4 separate regions of the Mus musculus genome follow, and all the other regions are linked to region 4. Evidence: chromatin contacts called from public promoter capture Hi-C data. All regions are on one chromosome and are shown on one strand. The core of a region is the stretch at or near the end of the contact, and the rest is flanking DNA. Distances in the headings are between cores, read along the strand shown. Region 1 holds the start of Spryd7 (SPRY domain containing 7). Region 2 holds the start of Kpna3 (karyopherin (importin) alpha 3). Region 3 holds the start of Tnfrsf19 (tumor necrosis factor receptor superfamily, member 19). Region 4 holds the start of Pinx1 (PIN2/TERF1 interacting, telomerase inhibitor 1).

Region 1 (2,700 bases), core at 75-2,574, 2.3 Mb before region 4:
TGTCTATAGTGATGGATAGGGGCTTAAAGGTATTTAGTACTGAAATTCTGTACTAGAGACTGTAAATTTGTGGTGGCACTGTACACCATAGTAAACGACGACTGCGTATAGTACTGCAATAGAAAATATAATGGGCAATGTTTCCAGACTTGTAGATTATCTGGGCAGAAAAGAGTTTTGTTGTAGATATTAAGAATGCTTGTGTTACTTAAATACAGTCTTTTAGACAATGAGGTATTTGGGGAAATCAAAAAATGCATTAGTTTATTGTAATAATACACAAAAAGACAGCACTCTAACTGAAATAATTATTCTGGGAAATCTGCCTGGATAATATTCCAGAAGCTTGGAAAGGGTCTAAGAACTGAAGTAATCCTATGTAGAAAAAGATGCTACAGGGGGGGGGGAATGTTGGATGAGAAATTATTATTAAATTAATTATAAAGCCATTGGGAACTGGAAAAAAATGGATGAGAAGGAGCACTGTTCTATTTTGCAATCGCTTGGCCCGATGGCGAGAGTCAGATAAAATTACAGCGTTCCCAACAGTGACTAAGGTGTCCAGCAATGGAGATTTTAGTGGAAGTGGCTTGTTACGACCTGAGGCTCTACTCCAGGCTTCTGCAACCGGCCCTGTTTGGGCTTCAGGAAGTGAGGGGAAAATTACTCCCCCAGAACAAGCTTCAGCCTATATTTGATAGTGCTGAAGACAGGACTCAGCAAACACTAGGTGACACTCGACACCCGGGCACTGATGGCGGGCGGGCGGGCGAGCGCCCCCGCTTCCTCACCTGGGAACACCTGACTCCTCTCTGAGAGATTCAGCCCTGGGAGGCTGGCACAGCCCATGCCCGATGACCGAGGCCAGAGAGGCCACAGGGGGCTGCGTGGTCACGTGGTCCCCGCCCCATTTCCCTCGGCCCTCGGTGGGCGGTTGGGTCCAGTCGGGAGGCCCTTACCCATGTGCTGCGTGTCCAACTGTACGGCCGGCATCTCCTTGAGAGGAATGTGGCCAGTCCCGCCGTCCCTGCAGCAGCGCAGGCAGCACCACGCCGACGCGGCCATGGCGTAGCTACACAGCCCCACCGCTCCGCCCGCGCCCGAGTGCTTCTGGGTCGCGGGAGCCTCGCAGCCCGCACAGCGACGCCAGGGCCGGGAGGCGAAGCGGAGACTGAGGCGAGGTCCCCCGGCGAAGGAGCGAGGACCGCCCGGAGGGGCGGGGCGGTGTCGGGAGGTGGGCGGGGCCAGCGGCCAGCCCAAGTCAAAGAGGGTGTGGCGGGTGGGCAGGGCGCTGTAGAGAGCCGAGCAGGGGCCCGGGCTTGACTGACTGAAAGAGGGCGGGGCCAGTGGCCTGACGCCTGGAAGAGGGCGGAGTTGGGGAAAAGGTCCGGGTTTCTGAAAGTGGGCGTGGCCAGTGGCCTGACTGACATGGGGTGGGCGTGGCGGCGTGCGCAGGCGTGCTGCGGCGTCCTCCCCTAGGCCCTGTGGCTGGCAGGTGAATGGTGGAGCTGAGAGTCGTCGGGATTCCCTGCGGCTGTGGTTGTTGCTGGTTTGACAGGGCCTTCTGTGCTGTTTATAGGGTCTGGAACTCCAGCCCTGACCGCCTCAGCCTCCGTAGTAGCTCCGTGCTGTGTCGGCGCGCTACTGGTAGCTGCCTGGGGCGGCTCCGCAGTGATTTTTAGGGATCGGCAGACCTCCTTTGGGCATGGAGCTAATAAAACGCCCGGGAGTTTTCCGTCGGAACTCTCCGGCTCTCCGCATCCTGCCACGCAGACTCCGAGGACCCGGTCTTTGGGTGTGCGGCGAGGCTCTTCGCATTTTCCATGCACCGGCGTTTATCATTGGGTTGATTGCTGCGTGGACCCAGGACTTGCAAGCAGTCACCCTTATGAGGGGACTACGGGAAGGGGTCGGGACAGGGCCGAAAGACGACTTTTTAAAAAGTCATTATTGTATATTCGTGCTCAGGACGTGCGTTCAGGCGCTCTCGTGCCACGGCAAGGTCTGAAGACAACTCTCAGAAATAGGTTTTCTTCCCCCTACCTTGGAGATCCGGGAATCGAACTCAGGTCTTCAGGCTTGCTTTCCGATCAGACAGTCTTACTCAGCTTTCTGGTGCACCAATGGTTCCTAGAAATGTGAAGGGAATGCCCTGAGAGAGGGTGAAGAGAAACTCAGCTCTTACGGGGGTCTGCTGCTTCCTATTACCATATCGAAGGAAGGCCCCAGTGGGGGTCACTTGTTATCTGTCTGTCGTTATCCCTCACACCCCATGGTGTCCCAACAGAATCTGGCTCAAACCTCTCTTCCAAGATAAGATTCCCACCCTGGAAGTTTTCTGGGTCTTCATCAAATCCTGGAAAACTGAACAAAAATTCCCAATTCTTTAGTAATGGTTTCCCATACATAACCTTTTAGTCACCTGAGTGTAAATATACTTTATTGAGATTTTTAGCCATAGGATGAGGGAAAAATTTCAGACTTTGGTTTCTTCTATTTATAAAAATATTTTTAGGGCTGGAGAGATGGCTCAGCAGTTAAGAGCACTGGCTATTCTTCCAGAGGTCCTGGGTTCAATGCCCAGCAACCACATGGCAGCTCACAACAACTGTCTGCAACTCCAGTTCCAGGGGATCTGACATCCTCAAACACCAATGCACATAAAATATAAACAAATACATAAATAAATATTATGATACT
Region 2 (2,700 bases), core at 172-2,671, 2.4 Mb before region 4:
AAAATGGCCCAGCTTCCTCTGCTTCTTAGCCAAACCAAACCCTGTATTTACTAACTAGCCTCTTACCAAAAACTATTGGACTATACAAATCATATTCCCTACTATTAGAATAGAGAAAAGGGGATGGGCTTAAAACTATTTCCCCCATCAAATCCAGAGGTTGGGTCCCAGTGAAGTTTGTGCTATTACACTTCATTGGTTTTAGTAGGAGCAGTGAGACCTCTAGCGCTACCTCAATAAGCAGAGTTTGCAAATAGTAGCTGCTAATGTCACCTTAATGAGACAATGGCAACATGCTGAGTAGCAGCAAACTGAGTGACCACAATGAATGTTTACAGTTTTGCAACCACTTGGAAAATCTACTAGCTTGGTGGCATGTGGTATATACAAGGACGTAGGAATCTTATGTATCCAATTTATTTCTGCAAAACAGGTGAAAGAAATTATTTTCCTATTATTCACACTTCGACTCCAAGACGAGCTTTAAAAAAACAAAAAACAAAACACAACAAACAAACAAAAAAAAAAACCCAAGATCAGAGGTCTGCACAACCTCCTTCCCAAAGCTTCAACACAATAGATGGTAAACTATTGTCCACCTTTAGCTCGCTCTAAATGCCAGCAGTCACAGGGGTATGAGCTGCAACAGCTCGGGAAGACTGGTCCAAAGGACCGCACTGGAATATAAGAAAATGGTCTTGGCGCATCCTACCCTCCCCCATCCACCACCCTCAAACAAGTCAGTTACCCGGCTGGTCCCCACCCCCCTCTGAGGGCTGCCACCGCCCGCCTGGGCCCGGCTCGCACAAGGTAAGCGCGGGGACCGAGGCTCCATGTGCGGCAGCGCGGGAGGCTGCACCGGCTGCGGACACGAGCGGCGGCGCGGCCCGGCCCCGGCGGTGCGGGTGGCACGCGGGCCGGCAGCATCCCGGTCCGTCCTCCCGCGCGGCCCGCGGACCCCGCCTCGGCTCCACATCCCTTCCCCTCCGACGCCAGGCCGCGCCCGCGCAGCGGGGCCGAGCGCTCAGTGGTCCCAGGTGCCGCGCTAGTCGCTCAGAGGGCGGCTGCTGCCCGGGCCGCGGCGCCCCGAGGCGGCGGCCAACTCCGACTGACCGCCAGCCGGCGAGAGCCAGCGGCCGCGGCCCCCGCCCCTCCCCTCCCAGCCGCCCGGCCCGGCCGGCCCCGGAGCACACTCGCCTCCACATCGCGGCCCTTGTTCTTGAAGCTCTTGATGCGGTGGTTCTCCAAGCCGGGGTTCTCGGCCATGGCTGCGCGCGGCTCCGGAGGCGTCTGCTCCTGCGGCGGCGGCGGCGAGTCGAGCGGGAGGGGACGAAGGGGGAGGAGCGCGCGCTCCGTGACGCCTGGAGCGCGAGGTGGCCGCGGCGCGGGGGCGGCGCTGAGGAGAGGCGCGCGCCGGAGAAGGCCAGGGCGCTGGCCTGCCGGCTGTCGCGGTGACCCTGCCCTCACCCCTTCGTAGGGCCTCCCCACAGCCGCTAGTCATGTGCTAGAAATGGAGCCCGACCTAGTCGCTTTTACCGCCACCGCTGAAGCGGGGCGGAGGGCGGAAACTACAGTTCCCAGCATGCCAGGCGCGGGTCTGAGCCACGCCGTGAGAGGACGAGAAGCATGCCGGGAGGGCTGTGCGCGCGCTTTCGGCTCGGCGCTCTCTGAGCGCGGGCTCGAAGCCCCACCTCTGGGCGGGGTGGTGGGCGGGGAAACTCTGGAGATGGCACCTTGCGGCCTATCGGGAGAGAGAGGCGGAGCTTCGGGGGCGCACCTTGCTCCCTACAGCTTGGAAAATTAGAAAAAGAACGGCCACGCGTGCTTTGCGCTTTTGGCTTCTTTAGGGTCTCCTCAAATAGCAGCCACCCTCAAACCCTGTTCTTTTGCTCTGCTTCGGTTTTATAAATAGCACGCTTGTTTCCACTCCACAAATACATGTGAGTGTGATGTGTGTGTTTATGCTTGCTTCTTGCACCTCTATTAAACTCAATGAGAACAGAGACATTGTTGGTCTCAAAAATCTGTCAGATCAAAACAGTAACTAGTAAATTCTCATTAAAAAAGAAAATGTGTTCTAGTATCCCCTGATTTCTCCAAGCATCCTTGTGCAGCCTTCACTTTGGCAGCCCTACCTTTCTATGACCCCATGCCTTAGTCCACCTTAACACACAATGTAACCTTCAGGCAGTTAATCAGACCCTAGGGCTGCAGACTCCAGACTGCCATCTCCCTTTAGCTTCTCATTGGAACAATAACAGGTTTTGGTTGATTTGGGTTGGTTGGTTGTTTTGTTTTTTGTTTTGCTTTTGTTTTTACAGCAGGTGGACTTTATTTGATTATTATCTGAGACTATTACATTTCAGAATTGTCTTAATTAGGGTTTCTATTGCTGTAAAGAGACACCATGATCATGGCAACTCTTATAAAGGAAAACATTTCATTGGAGCTGGTTTACAGTTCAGAGGTTCAGTCTATTATCATCATGGCAGGAAGCTTGGAGGTATGCAGGCAGACAGTGCTAGAGAAGGAGCTGCGAGTTCTACATCTTGGTCCGCAGGCAGCAGAAAGGGACTGTGCCCCAGGAGGGACCTAGCTTGAGCATAGGAGACCCAATGCCCACCCCATAGTGTCATATTTCCTCCTAATACTGCCACTCCCTATGGGCCAAGCAATCAAACACATGAGGCTAGGAGGCCA
Region 3 (2,700 bases), core at 172-2,671, 2.8 Mb before region 4:
GTTAATTTAAGAATATTAACCTCGGGAGTGTTTCTGTAAACAAAGCTTCTCCTATTTTCAGAGGTTACAGAGCCTGGCTTGGGTATTTTTAGCCAAACCTAACGCAGCTTGGCGCTCCCTGTTTCCGAGTTCCTCCGCTTTACACTTGAAAGGCTTCAGTCCTAAATGCCTTTGCAGAGATTCCCTTGGGAATGCGAATGGCAAGGACACATGTGCGATAGATTCACATCTCCCGGAGGCCGGAGAATAAAGTAGTAATATTGCTAGGATTGCTAGAGAGGAGTTTTGCTCCGTAGGGTGGGGGGAGATAGGGGAAGAGAAAGGAAGGTGGGGTGGGAGTGAGGGGGTGTTAACAGAATCCCACCGTTTCTAAATAAAGTAAGAGGAGGTTTTCCAGCCCAGCTTCCAGCGTCTGAAACCCTGCTGGCAACAAACATTAGCGAGGCTCTGTTTTTGTCCTGTTGGAACTACTCACTTCCAAGTAAGATTTGCATGACAGATATCAAACTCTTGTGCAAACCGCGAAACAATTGCATCAAGAATCAAATTCAGTTTCACGTGCACGCAGCCTGGTGCTGGACTTGGCTTCAGGCATGCTTGCTGGGAGCTGATAGCCATTTTTCCCCCTTTGAACATGCGAGGAAAACGCAGTGAAAGTTCCAACCACACACGAACGCCTACCTGCTACTCGCCAGTGCTGTGCTCCAGACTCACGCTTTCCGCAGCTTGGTAGCACTTCCGCGCCAAACGCTTTTACCTTCCCAAAAATGTGTGTGGGCGCAAGCCCAGACAAACTTCAAATCCAGGAAAATGGATTACCCGCGCAGATCAAAGGCAGGCGAACTAGGAGATGGAGTGCCTGTAATCTGATCGCCGATCAGTTGCTGCGCATCAAAGGCAAGGCTGAGTTTACTCGCTACGCGCGCAGATCTAGAAAGTTCGCTACCGTCTGGTTCTTTTGTTAAACGTGGGCCACGTTGTTCTGCCCCAGCTCTGGAGAGCAGGCTTCCCCAGCCTGGGCTGAGCGGCTGGATCTGCAGCTCTCTCTCGCGGTGCCCCAGCTGGGCTGCCTAGTGCCAGCGCTGCTGCGCCGCATCCCTTTCATCTCGCTGAGTGGCAGCTCCCATGACATCATGCCGTGCCGTGGGGCTGGCCGGGAGAAGCCAGTCAGCCTGATTTCTAGTCGCGTTGGTCTGTGCCTCGCCCGCGACAGCCCTGCAGTGTGTCTCTTGGCTGGGAGGGACACACCAGGACTGCTCTGGGCCTCTGTGCTCCGGGCCTGTAAGGTCCTGGATCGTTGCAGGTTCCAGTAGACAGCATCAAGCCGCTGCCTGTGACAAAAAGCACGAAGTCCCTACCAGAGCAGGGTAGTCCGAAACGCAGCAGAGCGGCACAGCAGTGTTTAATTAGGCCGTTTCTCCGAACACCTGCCTTACACCGCCAGGGTCACAGGCAAACGTTTTAAAAAGCTTGATTCCCCACCCCCAACCCCACGCGCGCGGCTCCCCACCCCAACACACACATACTGCGACAAGTCTTTAAGAATTAGTAAAATGTCTTTTCCTGGTGAAAGTATTACAGGTGGCGCCAGTCAAGTATGGCTTTCATTGAGTGAAGGAGTGGATACTACAACTTACAGAGATACCGCCACTAGCTCACTGGACACCTGGGTCAGAAGCTTGTTAATCTAAATTTGGGGTCCTAATAAAACAACAACAACAAAGGATGCCTTCCTTCTGAGTTGCAATCATGGATACCTCTAGCGACTCCTAAAAGTCACAGAAAGGTGACTTAGAGGAAAGCATTTGCTTGCAATCACTCCACAGCTTCTGTCCCAGGCAAAGCACAAATCACAGTTTGGATCCAGCTGAGAAATCGCCACCTTATTTTCTGTACTGTAAAACGGAACTTAGTGTCCGTTGTTTAGAATACCCACGAGGCTGGTAAAGCACTGTGGTCGGAATGTGGCATGTTTTTGAACATGGAGCTGTTTATTCTGGGAGAGAGAAAAGATTTCCATTATATGATGGAACTGCATCTGTTTGCAGAAGGGCACTGAAAAATATCATCTGCAGCACCCTTAGAGGAACCCACTTCCTTCCTGTGACTTCCTTCTCTTATCAGTTGCATCTCATTTTTCCTGGTGTGATATTTAAAAATAGTTTATGCCCTGTCTATCTCCAGCTGTCTTTGATTCCTGTGTAAATCTTGATGGCAAAATACTTGGTTTGTGAGTTCATTGTAACACTTAAATAGATCTATTTGGTTTCCAGTATTTTTCCCCAGTGGGAGGTGGAGGCTGAACCCCAGGGCCTGTTCATGCCCTCCATCTCTGAAATGTCCCTGAGACACATGGGGCTTACTTTGTACTTGTTTGTTTTCTTTTTCCTTTTCGAGACAGGGTCTCCAGTGTCATGAGCTGGCCTCAAAAGTGCTGTTTATTCAAAGACAGCTTTGAACTCTTGATCCTCCTAAAGGCTGGAATTACAGACATCCACTGCTACATTCAGTTTATGTGATTATGGTTTCTGAACTTAGGGCTTCATGCATATTAAACAAGCACTCCACCAATTGAACAATGTACCCAGCCTCACATCCTTCAAATGAGCAGGCATGCTTTTGCATACTATCCCAAGACACCTGTACCTACAGAGCTCCTGAGCTCCAAGGACTCATGAAATCAGGGGCAAACTATTTCCA
Region 4 (2,700 bases), core at 103-2,602:
TTAATGGACAATAGAAGTTTACGATGCTCCCCAAAGATGTTTTCAAACAAACAAAGGACAAAGACTTTCAAAGGTAGCTGATGCTGTGATCCAGGGACACTCACCAGGAATTCTACTCTTTGGTGAATCTGCCTTGTCCTGTAAAGATCTTTTAGAGAGGAGTGAGGGGTCATACATCAAAGCTGGTGTCCTCACTGAATGTGAGGAAATGCTCCTGTGTGCCCTCCTTCTTTAAAGCTCACCGTTTACCTGGGCTTGGGCTTGGTTATCTAGAACAGGAACCCTGGCCCAGGGAAAGGGAAAGGATTTGGGGCAAAGCCCAGATATCCTAAGTAGGTGATTTGGTCAGACCCAGCCCCATTGCCACACGGTCACATTTACTGCCTCTTCTTTCTTGTTAATAATTGGTGGTCAAGTACACAATCATTCTTGGCTGGGGGCTATCAATGTCCTCATCTTACAGGTAGGTAAACGTGACAGTCATGCCTGATTCTCAGGTCCTCCAGCACAGCCCTATTTCACCAGCACACTGCATCATAGAAGAGTTGCCCTGAGTGCATCGGGGGTCTACATGGTATCTTGTTAGGTCTGATGAAAAATGGATGTGACCTTCCTAAGGAAAGACAAAACGAGGGAAGAAGAGCCTTTGGAAGGTAAGGGCACTGGCCGGTGCTGAAGGCATGGCTAAACAAAGAAGATTTGAGAAAAGCTAAGGTCTATTTGGAAGTCGAAGCCTTGACAAAGAAAGGGACGTTGAAGGGAGAGGCTAGAGGAAAAAAGGGCAAATAAACAGCGTGGGAGATAGCTGAGGTCACACCTTTGGAGGAGACAGGACAGCAAAAAGAGGGAACAGAATGTGACAGGACGCATTGAGCAAAAATGCCAGGGAGAGCGATGGAACTGGGAAAGGCCTCTGGGATTTAAGTCTGTCACAGCGAAGACCACGAAAGAGTTAACATTTCTCGGCCGGCCGTTAAGCACAAAACCACGGTGTTTCATTTGACTTTGCCAGCTAGGTGGCTGTTTCTGCCTTCTCTCCCTCCCTCCCTCCTCTCTCAGCATCCCACAATGGGCAGAGGTAGAGTGTGAAGAGCATAGGTCCCTTCCAGTGCCAATACCTTCCTCTTCGGCCGTCTCTCCAGCTCTTTAAATGTACCCATGGTTCACAGAACCCCGGACAACTCTAAGGTTGCTTGCACACCCGCTTTCAGAGTTAAACTGCGAACTGCGCACGAACCAGCTCTGCCCCAGCCCTAGAAAGAATCTGTGCCTCAGTCCCCCAAGGCGGGTCCGCCCCTCCGCTTCATGCAGTTGGTAGCGAGTCGCGCGTGGTGACGTCAGTAGTACGCGCCCCAGCGAAGCTCTCCACCCGGCGTGCTTTCCGAGCCGGCTTCTTCCTTAACCGCGCTTCAGGTTCCTCATAACCGCTGGGCGTCAGGCCAGAGGCAGCGTTCGACAAACTTGAGACAATGTCGATGCTAGCAGAGCGTGAGTGTCTGCCGAGCTGGACGACCGGGTGATGGGATGACGGGGGCGCGGGTGTTCAGGCCCGAGTGGGGACAGCAGTGACTGCCGGGCCCGCGAGGGACAGAGAACAGCAACGTCCCGCAGACTCAGTTCCTGGTACTAAAGGCTCGGGTCGTGCGCGCACGCGTGCATTCCGACATTCAGGACACCGAGTCTCAGACTGTTGTTCCTGGAGATTCTTTCACTTTTCCAGGCTCGAACCAAGTGTCCTGGGGTTTCACAAAGATAGGTCCCATAGCATCGCTTCAGGCCCTGAATTCCAACTGTCCAAAATGTATTGGACCCAGAGGAAAAAAGCAGAAGGATTACAAGTGTCAGGCAGTGATAAGTTCTTGACCGGAGTGCAGGCTGATGAATGGTTTTAATCGAGACTGAGAGATAGTAGCTGTGGTTAGCCTCTGAAGTCCACTAATTCCCTCCCCAGAAGCTACTTTGTTCCTGAATGAGACTACGTGTAGCTATGGATTCTTGCCACCAGTTGGCAGTCGTGTGATGCTCACAAAGAACTGGCTTTTAACTTTTCCTGGAAGTTGTGTAGCTATCAAAGAACATAAACATATTATTTTCTTTTTTAAAAGATGCCATCGTGTCTATCGGGCAGTGGTGGCGAACTCCTTTAACCCCAGCCCTCGGGAGGCAGAGGCAGGCGAATTTCTGAGTTCGAGGCCAGTCTGGTCTACAGAGTGAGTTCCAGGATAGCCAGGGCTACACAGAGAAACCCTGTCTCGAAAAAACAAAACAAACAAACAAAAAAAGTCACTGTGGCGTTTTAGAACAAAGCATGTTTTAGTGGAGCACACTGCTTTTCCTGAAGGCAGCTCAATAGGTTATAGACTGGAAACTGCTCTTTCTAGGTAGATCCCTCTTCCTGGCAGTTCACCTGGTCTCTACTTCCATGAAAATGAACTAGTCTCTGCCTCACCCAGGCTTTAAAGATTTTAGTGAGGTAACTGGATGAATCTAGTTTGGAATGTCAGTGGTATACAGGATGAACAAGTGACCTGACAGCCAGTTCTTTATGCAGCAGGGCAGTGCATCTTGGGTCAGTATGTGACAGGGATGCCTTTCTTAGGGGAGAGGCGGGCTCCTTACAAACCTTGGTCAGCAACCCTTGGCAGGCATTCTCCACACATGGGTCTGACACACACATGCAGAGCACTGGTTAATATGGCT

The links. Promoter capture Hi-C pulls out the DNA fragments that hold promoters and counts their contacts.
Region 1: a contact with region 4 is called in a promoter capture Hi-C map of liver, with 3 times the contacts expected there. The contact joins the promoter of Spryd7 here to the promoter of Pinx1 in region 4.
Region 2: a promoter capture Hi-C map of liver shows a contact between it and region 4, with 3 times the contacts expected there. The contact joins the promoter of Kpna3 here to the promoter of Pinx1 in region 4. A contact is called at or near these places in 2 of 39 promoter capture datasets (liver and pre-B cells) and 1 of 115 datasets of contacts at active chromatin or transcription factors (astrocytes).
Region 3: a promoter capture Hi-C map of pre-B cells shows a contact between it and region 4, with 3 times the contacts expected there. The contact joins the promoter of Tnfrsf19 here to the promoter of Pinx1 in region 4.

Annotation. Positions count from the first base shown.
Region 1 is chr14:61,555,562-61,558,261 of GRCm38.p6, forward strand. It overlaps Spryd7 (SPRY domain containing 7), which reads right to left and starts at 1,325. Exons shown (of 5, transcript NM_025697.4): 1 at 960-1,325. The coding sequence starts at 1,065.
Region 2 is chr14:61,438,526-61,441,225 of GRCm38.p6, forward strand. It overlaps Kpna3 (karyopherin (importin) alpha 3), which reads right to left and starts at 1,422. Exons shown (of 17, transcript NM_008466.5): 1 at 1,198-1,422. The coding sequence starts at 1,266.
Region 3 is chr14:61,045,434-61,048,133 of GRCm38.p6, forward strand. It overlaps Tnfrsf19 (tumor necrosis factor receptor superfamily, member 19), which reads right to left and starts at 1,422. Exons shown (of 10, transcript NM_013869.5): 1 at 682-1,422. The region is part of intron 2 of Gm41167 (a long non-coding RNA gene); the gene reads left to right.
Region 4 is chr14:63,858,960-63,861,659 of GRCm38.p6, forward strand. Pinx1 (PIN2/TERF1 interacting, telomerase inhibitor 1) reads left to right here and starts at 1,353. Exons shown (of 7, transcript NM_028228.3): 1 at 1,353-1,488. The coding sequence starts at 1,470.